Linked DNA regions of Mus musculus: all the other regions are linked to region 1. A link is a contact called in public HiChIP or PLAC-seq and promoter capture Hi-C data. All regions are on one chromosome and are shown on one strand. The core of a region is the stretch at or near the end of the contact, and the rest is flanking DNA. Distances in the headings are between cores, read along the strand shown. Region 1 holds the start of Psmd13 (proteasome (prosome, macropain) 26S subunit, non-ATPase, 13). Region 2 holds the start of Drd4 (dopamine receptor D4). Region 3 holds the start of Rnh1 (ribonuclease/angiogenin inhibitor 1).

Region 1 (3,147 bases), core at 319-2,818:
GGAAGGAAATCCCGCAGCTCAGACAGAGGGACAGCCCACCTGGGAGCTCCAAATGACTATCTCAACTTTCTCTGCCAGTTTCTGTTAGATGTAGCAAGTGTCCAATTTGATATTACTTCCATCTGTTGCTTTACTAAAAACCTCACTGAAAGGGTCACTCTGTTCTGGCAAGGACTCTTTACTGGGAGTTCCACCGAGCTACCTTAAAGATAGCCAATAGACGTCTGCTGACTTTTTTTTTTTTTTTTGAATATGCAGTGTGATGATTTCTCTCTAACTTAATATACTCACTTATTTCAAACTGAAAATATCCCTATTATTGATCACTCTCAGGACTCTATGAGACATGTTACTATTTTGCAGACAGTATGACTGTTGGTAAAAATTTTTAGTTTCACAACCTTTATGGGGGACAATTAAAACACAAGTAACAGCTGGATGTGGTGGCATGTGACTGTAGTCTCCGACGCTTGGAGGGAGGTGGAAGCAAGGTGGATCCGGAGTTCAAGGTCATCCTCCTTCACACAGCCAGCTGAAGGCCAGTTTGAACAAGAGACCAGTCTCAAAATAATACAAACCACGTAACCTTACCCAAGGCTGTCTACTGAGAATTTGTGGTCCAAATGGGGTGCAAACACGTTTATTTATCACGTTATTTGTAATAATTCAAGATTAGAAAGTATTCAATAAGGAAATGGTGATATAAATTATAAGACATCCATACAACGAACTTCTATAAAATATTTCAAAGACTGTGCTGCAATAGTTACATAGAAAAACACCTTTAAGGAGAAGGTAGTGATGGCCGGTCAGCAAAACCTTGTAGAAGGGCGCGCCTGCCGGGTCCTTACTCCCACAATTGCTTCCAGCTACCCGCCCCTAAAACGCCGCTGATAGCCTATCTGCGAGATCCCGTGTCTCCCCTGCCGTGGCTCACCTCCCGGACCCCACAGTCTGAGCGCGGCCAATGCCAGTCGACCGCTTAGCGCCATGATGCTCTGCAGGACGACGGCGCCTAGAGGGTCAAGCGCCATCCGAATCCCCGCCCCCGTGAGCCAAGCCCCGCCCTCTCGGCACTCTTACTCCCGCCCCCCCTCTGGCCAAGTGCCGCCCTCCGGCGCCTTCCCTCGGCCGAGCCCAGCCCAGCCCCCGCACGATAACCCGAAGTGTGGAAGGCTGTGTTTATGCCTGGTGCTGGCAGCTTCTCCCTCTGTGGGACTCTGACTTATTGGTTGGGAAGCCAAACCGGGAGATTTCATCGTTTTACGCCGCTCTCGACCTCCTTGAGTAGGCGGGTGATAACTAATGCTCTCTGAGCGATTTGCATCACACCTAGTCCTCGCCAAACGCCATCCGGTTTCAGAGGACCCAAGTCTGCAGGCTTGAGGCTACGTGACCAGTCAGTGGCTAGCTGTCCCCAGGCACCTCTACTCTTTAATGCCTCAAGGGCAGGGCCAGAAACCCGGGAGAAGTTTAGCGGAAGTCAAGAACGCGGTTACCTTGACGACCGCAACCCGTGAGGCTAGTGGGACGCTCCCAGCATGCCCCGCGCGCCCGCGGTGCCGGAAGTGAGCGAGCACTTCCGTGCGCCATCCCTGCCGGTTCTGACTGCTTAGTGCTTGTGTTGTTCCCAGCTCTCTGCAATCATGAAGGATGTGCCGGCCTTCTTACAGCAGAGTCAGAGCTCCGGGCCGGGCCAGGCTGCCGTTTGGCACCGTTTGGAAGAGCTGTACACGAAGAAGTGAGCTCCGAGGCTGGGGCGGGAGGGAGAGGACTGTGGGAGGGCCAGGGGCTCTGATCAGTCCGGAGGGTCAGGGATGTGGAGGAAAGGGGTCGAGATAGCCTTAGGAGCAGAGCTGTTAACAGGGTTCTGTATCTAGACTCCCTGCGTTCCAGCCTTACCAGCTTTGATAAGAACAATTACGAATTGCTGACTTTGATATAAGAATTTGCCTATGAAAAAACACCTCTTCCTCAGAACCTTTCCACATGACAATGTCCAGCAGTTAAAACTCTTAGTGATTTCAAGAGAAATTTTTCAGTGTTTAGTATGTACCTGCCTATATATGGTGTAACATTTTGTGTTTTTCAAAACACTTTTATCTCTATTATTAAATATTATCCTTTAGTCTTGGTATGAAGTATGCTATTTCGGTGTCCTAAAGGTTCATATATTGGCTTTTTTAAAGTATTGGCTTATTTCATCCTTCCTATTGACAGATAAGATTGAATATCAGTTTTCTATTCTGTGAGGTATTCAGCTAATAAGTAAGAGAGAATGGAGTTCAAAATATAGCTGTAGAATTCTAAAGTCACAACCAATGCCTTCAAGGCTGAAGGCATCCGTTTCTTCACATTAGGATGTGGGGCTGAGGGCTTTTTGTTTTGTAGGTTGTGGCATTGGAATTCCAGTTGACACTCAGAGTGGGAGTTGACGCTGTCTCAAAAAGTGTTCTCCAGTGTTACCTAAGAAAACTGAGTCTTGAAAGGATAAGTGACTAGGGGGTGCAAGCAAAGTCAGTCCAGAAATAGGCTTGAATTGGCTGGCGCTTGCTTTAACTCCTGGCTGTGCAGTGGGACCTGGGAAATACTTGGTGTTTGATGGGACCGTCAAGGCTGAAGGCATCCTTTTCTTCACATTAGGATGTGGGACTGAGGGCTTTTTGTTTTGTAGGTTGTGGCATCAGCTGACACTTGAGGTGCTTGATTTTGTGCAGGACCCATGCTTTGCCCAAGGAGATGGTCTCATTAAGGTAATGACTTACCAGACAGCTCAGACGATGTTGAATATAATTACAAACTATTATTATTCATTTTTATTTACTTTTAACGTGTGTGCGCCCAAGGATGCCAGAAGAGATCTCCTGGAACTGGAGTTGCAGGCAGTTGTAAGCCAACTGGTGTAGGTGCTAGGAACCCAGTTTGAGTCTTCAAAATGCTCTTAAACTATCACTGAGCCACGTCTCCAGACAATTTTTGCTTGCTTGGTTGGTTGGTTGGTTGGTTTGTTTGAGATTAGCTGTGGCTGTATAGCTCTGACTGGCCTGGAACTTGCTCTGTAGACCAGACCGGGATTGGATTCACAGTCCACCAGTGGTTAGCCTCCTCCAAGTGCTGTCATTAAATATATGCAGTGTCAGGCCCAAC
Region 2 (3,147 bases), core at 297-2,796, 410 kb after region 1:
AGCTGCAGATAGTTTCTGCAATTGTGTGATGTTTGGAATTCTGGGAACTTTTCAGTTATATAAATGCCAGGGCCCCGAGAGGTGGGGTGTGGTGGTTGATGTTTGGGGGAGCCGGGGTTGGATGCTGTCTGTTAGTAGTCTAGTAGTCATGCTCAAAGAAGAAATAAAGGGATCTCTCCCACCTCCCCTCTCTCTTTCTTTTCCTCCCATCTAGTGATAGGGGGTGTAACAGGGGGAGGGGAGATAAAGGGTGGGAGAGAGAAGAACCCACAAAGTAGCAAATACCAACTACAGTCTACCTCCACTTGAAGATAGCCCTTTAGTCACAGGACTCCAGGTAATCTCTCTCAGCATTAGTAAGCCCATATACAAAAATTCTTTCATCAGCATAGTCCCCAGGTACTTTCACTGCAAGGGCTCCCAATCTTCCAGGGACTGTCCTTGCTGCTGTCTCTTCTCCTGTCCTGATTCTACAGTGTCCTCTCAACCTGTGCTGTCCTGTTCCAGCCTAGGTTCCTGTGCTGGCACAGAGAAAAGTATGGCCTCCAGATGTGGCTTGGGAAAAGAGCCCCCATGTGAGAGTTCTCTCAGCTCAGAGAGTCCTTGTCAGGTAACCCTGGTAGTCAGCGTGCCATACAGTATCAAATGCAAGGAAGCTGAGGGTCAAGATAGGAAGTGGGGTAACCACTCAGCGGCCCACAGAGGATGGTTAAGGCTTAAGGCTGAACCAGACATGGTGGTCCACACTCTTTAATTCCAGCACTCCGGAGACAGAGGGGAGGCCGAAGGATCTGAGTTCAGTGCTAGCCTGCTGTACAGAATAAGTTCTAGGACATACGCAGGGAAACCCTGCCTTGAAAAGTCAACAACAACAATAATAAAATTAATAATAATATATTAGATAAAAAGTTAAGACTGGGCCTTGGAGGTGCCAATTATCAATTTCACCATGGTCCGCTTAAGCACTGACTGATGGAGACTTGGGAAGAGAGATGGTGAGAAAAGTAGGGCCAGCCAAGGCCTGGATCCCAAGAGTTGCTGCACATCTGCCCACAGAGAATGAGCTTGGTGTGCTGCTCAGTATTGCTAAGCCCAGAACCGTTAGTGAAAGAGGCGAGGAGCCTTTAACCTGTTCCAGAACCAGAGCTGATGGTTTCCCACGTGGGAAGGACCCCAGTGCAGGAGTATAGATAGGTTCTCCACATCCTCCAAGGTATCTTGGAGAGCCGCTTTTGACAGGTAATTTAGTGGCCTGTCTCCTGGCCAGGATGGGATGGCTGGCTCTGACGAATCTGGTCCAGACAACCTGCTTTTCTACCTAGGTTTCTGGAAGCACAAACTAGCCCCGATGAGGGGACACATCAGCCGCTGCTTAGCCTTTTTATGCCAGTCACTTCGCTCATTTCTCTTGAATTGAAGCATTTCTCCCTCTGCCAATTTCCTAGAGTTCAGAAATTCAAGCCGGGGCGGGGCGGGGCTGGACGCGCTGGGGGCGGGATTCCGGGTAGCCCCTGCCTGCAAATCCCCAGGCTCAGCGCCTCCCGGAGCGGGTTCAGCAGTGGCACCATGGGGAACAGCAGCGCTACTGAGGACGGTGGGCTGTTGGCCGGGCGTGGGCCAGAATCCCTGGGGACTGGCGCCGGGCTTGGGGGCGCGGGCGCGGCGGCGCTGGTGGGGGGCGTGCTGCTCATCGGCTTGGTGTTGGCAGGGAACTCGCTCGTGTGCGTGAGCGTGGCCTCCGAGCGCACGCTGCAGACACCCACCAACTACTTCATCGTGAGCCTGGCTGCTGCCGACCTCCTCCTCGCGGTGCTGGTGCTGCCTCTCTTTGTCTACTCCGAGGTGAGCCTCGGTGCGCTCTTCCCCTACCTCCACTGCTCCCAGCCCCCCAGCCCCAGCGCAGTTTCGCGCTTGGACCCTCAGCCACCTTGAGCCAGGGTGTTTGCAGGGACGTCAGGTCTCCTCACTCCTGACTATCCACTCTCTCCCGCTCTTCAGAATCTTTCGCCTACTTTTCCTCTTGTCCGTCACCCTACCATCCTCTGGATTCCTTCCTACTCTGTCTGAGAGCTACCTACCCAGAGAGGACTCGTGTCCCTAAAACCAAGAATCGCAGAAAATTGTCCTTCCTATTTAAGCCCTGGCTTCCACTGCAGAAATGCTGCATCCCCCAGCCTGTGGCAAAAAACAGCTAGCTAGACAGGCGAAAGTGCAGACACGCAGCATCAGCATCACTACCGATGACTACTGCCTTTTGGGAACACACACACACACACACACACACACACACACACACACACACACACACCCCAGCCTGTGCCAGCTCACTCTCACCCTTCGGAAGAAGCCCAAAGCCTGCAGCCACCCAGCTCCCAGGAGCTCGGAGCAGCAAAGGGTGAAGGCAGAGAGGCCTGGGCAGGATACTGAACCTGAGGGGCCGCTAAAGGGAGTGGGTTCAGGACCTTTTGGAGACTCCTGGAACACAGACACCCCAGATCAGGTCTGGCTCGTAGGTGGGTCTGCTGTGGTTACTGGCAATTCTTATCTGCCCACGGTTTGGGCAGGGTGGGGTGGGGTGAATGGTATTTCTAAAGAAGACCCTGAGTTCTGGAGCTGGAGCAGAGGCCAGTGGCCACACTTGACCCCAGGTCCTCCCCAAGGCACAGACGTCACTGTGATGATTCTTAAGCTCATAATCATCCCAAATCAGTGTGAAGGGATTTGGGGACGGCTGGTTTGAGACGGCTGTGTGCTCCTTTGCCCTTGAAAAAGAACACTCCGTGCAGCAGATTCACAGACAGCCCGGCGAGGTCTTTGTATTTTTAGGACACATTTGTCCTCAGGACAATTGCCATGTGTCCAGCAAGTGAAGAGACCTATCCAAAGCCCCACAGCAGTGACAGTTCATGCAGGGAGGATAACTCGAGTCTTGGAGGTGGGTAGGATTTGTGTTTAGGGGGCCAGGCTTAAGAATTTAGGGCCTCCTCTCCCCTAGATGTTATCAACCCCCCTGGGTCTTACCCAAGCTTCTCACATAACCAAAGAAGACCTAAGTCAAGAGGCAGGTCTGTTTGCACGTTCTGTCTCCAACACATGTCTCAGGCTCACATCGGGCTTGTATGCCCCCTTCCCTCTAATACACAGCCC
Region 3 (3,147 bases), core at 347-2,846, 290 kb after region 1:
TGTGACTTCCTTCTGAGTCTAGGGACTCAGGCCAGGACCAACTTCTCACAATCCTCAGCCAGCTCAGGCCCAGCCTGCAAAGGATCCAGGCAGTGTATCACACTAGGAAAGCTGGGACAAACAGGTTACAGGCTCTGACAACCTGAATAAGCATGACAGGCACTGGCTGTGGAAGGATGTATCTGAGGCCTAGAGACAAATACCCATGTCTCCACATTCCTAAGCAACTATCTGTCAAGCAAGCTAGCCTGGACAGCATGTGGGTATCCTGGAAGGCTTGAAAGAAGAGATCAGTGCTGTGCTCCTAGCACTGAAGGGAGAGCGGTACTAGGTTCTGTTTAAGAGAAACAGAAGTCACTTCAGCTGCTCTCTATAACAGTTACCGAAACTGGCAAACAGCTCTGTGTGAAGTTACAGTGCCTGGCACAACATGGCTTTACTAACGGGGTCTTCCCCTTCCTTCCCAGGGCTAGGAGGATACCCCCTTAATGCTAACCAGGAGCACTTTACACATATTGACACAAGGGCTAGTGACAGGGAAAACTGAGGCAACGGCAGAGATAACTCACTGTGGACATATAGCCAGGGCATGGAGAAACCAGTTAGCCCCACCCACAACTCGCCAGGGAGTAAAACCAGCACTGCCTGGATCAGATGTGTCATCCAAAGCCAGTCATCACTAGGGCACTGCCACTGGGGTGGGGTAGCTACAGTACTTCTAGTCACAGGTGCAACCCACACCTGCTCTCTTATGCACTACAGACTACAGGGTCCTAGAGTATCTACCTTTGAGGAAAGCACAGGACTGGACTTTATGGGAGGCAGGGTGCCAGCCAGTCCTGACGATCATCTGAGGTCAGGGGCAAGGGATGTGAAAGAACCCAGGCAGCTGGTTCTTCTCCCACACTCCTCCCCCTGTTTGGCCTTGGGACCAGGCAGGAGGTCCCACCAGCCTGGCTTAGAAGCATGATTCAGGCCTCTGCTTTGATGTGATTGGATATTGCTAACTAGCTGCTCCTAGCTGTTGGGTTAATCCTAGGATCTGAAGACACCCTCTTTGGGCCTTAAAGTGAGCGAGCGAACAGGTCGCTGGCGACGGAGCTATGAGGTCAGCCTTCAAGCACCAAGCAAGGCTCCTCTGAGGCACAAATGTGTCACCCTAAGGGAGGAACAGGCCTCAGAGACTCGCCGGGCCCGTGATCCCGCCCCCGCCCAATTTTTTGATCCCTCAAACCTTCTGGTCCAGCCGCTCTGCCACGTATTAAGAGGGCCAGGAAGGGACCCGAAAAAAACTCTCAAAGGCAGCCGGGCGCCCCGGAACATGGCCCTTGCTCACCTGGTGCCGCTGCAAGAGGTCCCAGACGATCCGTTTTCTTCCGCCCAGGGCGGGGCGTAGAGACTTTCGCCGCTTCTCTTTCTCTGGCCCCAACTAGCCTTTCACTTTGCCTACTGGAGACCGCCCACTAGGTCTGTCCCTCCCACATGCAGGCTGCACTTTGGGAACAGAACTTGACAAACCTGAGTCACTTCTTTGAGCCTGACTAAAAATACGTAAAATGATCCACAGCTGCCACGAAATGGGTGTGACTGTGATGAGAGCTTCTGGTATGAACACACCCATCTCTCCTACAGGCCGACCAGGTTTTCATGGCTAGAACAGTGTTCATTATGAACAGCCTTTCTCCCTGGGGATAGGGCTTGGGATGTCGAGAGCCTCTGATGCATGGGGCTCTCAAGCATTTCGTCACTAAGCATTTCTGATATTTGTCTTAAATATCGTTTATATATGAATGCTTCATCTGCATATATATCTGTGCATCGTGCCCAGGAAGGCCAGAAGAGGGTATCAGATTCTTGGGGAATGGCCACCATTCAGGTGTTGGGAACTACACCTGGGTGCTCTGGAAGAGCAGTGTCCTAAGCCATCCCTCCAGCCCATGTTTAAACTTTGTAACATACTCCCAAGTTATAGGATTTGCTTTTGGTTTCTGTATTTTTGAAATAAGGTCTTGATGTGTAGCCCAGGAGGGCCTTGAACATGCAGATTTGCTTCCTGAGTGCTGGGATTCTAGCACTGTGGAAAAAGTCAGCATTGAGAGTTTGTCACTCAGGAGCCCTGCTCTCTTGCACAAATGGCCACACACACCCTTGCCAAGGAACTGGCATCCATCCACCTAAGTGTTTGTTAAACACTTGTCATTTGCCAGATGCTGTTCTGAGTCCCTCCGGGAACTTTAATAATACAAGTAAAGGAGAGTCTAGCAGGCCAGCATAGGAAATCAGGAATTGTGTTCCCTAAAAGACCTGGGACAGGGAGCCCTGAAGGGAGAGAAGGAGGCAAAGAGACAGGCAAGAAAAGAGGCTGGAACTCAGCTTCATAAACCCTGTGCAGTGGCCACTACAGACAGAGCTTAATCTTCATCGCTGCAGAGCCATCCTCATGGAACCAATACCAACAACTGACCTGTGAAGTTGGGGATCAGTTCTTTGGGGAAAGATTAAAGCCTGCCCAATTAGAAGGAAAACTTTGGCCAGCCAGCCTTTATTTGTTGCTGCCATGAAGGAGAATTCCTGAAAAGAAGCTGTATCTACAGAGACTGGCTGATTAGAGTTTCAGTGCTGTGGAGAAATTGGGCTGGTGCAGTTCCAGAGGCTGCCTTATCCTGGGCTAGTTCTACCCCTCTAGAACAGCTCTTCCTTGCCTACCTGTGTTGCAACTAATATCTTGTGATCAGGCTGGCCTACAACTCACAGAGATGTGGCTTCCTCTTCCCCCTGACTGCTGGTAGGAAAGGCAAGTGTCACCACACCCAGCATCCTTTTGGAATCCTTTAGCAGACCAGTAGCTTCCACTAACCAAAAGCCAAGAATGTCATCAGTTGGCATCTTGGACTTACAGAAAAGCTTCCTTCCTCTTGTTGTACCAATCTCTCTGATGTACCCTTCAATGTACTTAAACTTGCCTTGTTTACTACTATTTTCTTCTGTAAAACTACAAAACGTCATGAAACTACCTCCATGGGAACACAGAATCTGGAGTAACCTAAATCTGTGTTCTCAGGCCATGGTCACTAACAATGACTCCAGAATAAACTATCTCTTATTCCTTTTAAGGTGAGAGCTGTAGTTGTTTTCATGGATACTGAG

The links. Promoter capture Hi-C pulls out the DNA fragments that hold promoters and counts their contacts. HiChIP or PLAC-seq counts read pairs in DNA pulled down with a chosen protein or histone mark.
Region 2: an H3K4me3 HiChIP or PLAC-seq map of embryonic stem cells shows a contact between it and region 1, with 2.5 times the contacts expected there. The contact joins the promoter of Drd4 here to the promoter of Psmd13 in region 1. A contact is called at or near these places in 4 of 39 promoter capture datasets (the C10 cell line, embryonic stem cells and hippocampal neurons), 1 of 484 Hi-C or Micro-C datasets (embryonic stem cells) and 1 of 115 datasets of contacts at active chromatin or transcription factors (embryonic stem cells).
Region 3: a contact with region 1 is called in a promoter capture Hi-C map of liver. The contact joins the promoter of Rnh1 here to the promoter of Psmd13 in region 1. A contact is called at or near these places in 23 of 39 promoter capture datasets (the 3T3-L1 cell line, 3T3-L1-derived adipocytes, the C10 cell line and 16 more), 2 of 15 datasets of contacts at CTCF or cohesin (the NIH/3T3 cell line and embryonic stem cells), 9 of 484 Hi-C or Micro-C datasets (B cells, CD4 T cells, CD8 T cells and 6 more), 28 of 115 datasets of contacts at active chromatin or transcription factors (the 230-238 cell line, the SCID.adh cell line, bone marrow-derived macrophages and 17 more) and 5 of 9 other capture datasets (adipose tissue, embryonic stem cells, liver and 2 more).

The regions. Positions count from the first base shown.
Region 1 is chr7:140,880,826-140,883,972 of GRCm38.p6, forward strand. It overlaps Psmd13 (proteasome (prosome, macropain) 26S subunit, non-ATPase, 13), which reads left to right and starts at 1,569. Exons shown (of 13, transcript NM_011875.4): 1 at 1,569-1,741; 2 at 2,675-2,753. The coding sequence starts at 1,647. Sirt3 (sirtuin 3) reads right to left here and starts at 1,044. Exons shown (of 7, transcript NM_001127351.1): 1 at 938-1,044.
Region 2 is chr7:141,290,472-141,293,618 of GRCm38.p6, forward strand. Drd4 (dopamine receptor D4) reads left to right here and starts at 1,547. Exons shown (of 4, transcript NM_007878.3): 1 at 1,547-1,842. The coding sequence starts at 1,567.
Region 3 is chr7:141,167,340-141,170,486 of GRCm38.p6, forward strand. It overlaps Rnh1 (ribonuclease/angiogenin inhibitor 1), which reads right to left and starts at 1,597. Exons shown (of 10, transcript NM_145135.3): 1 at 1,337-1,597.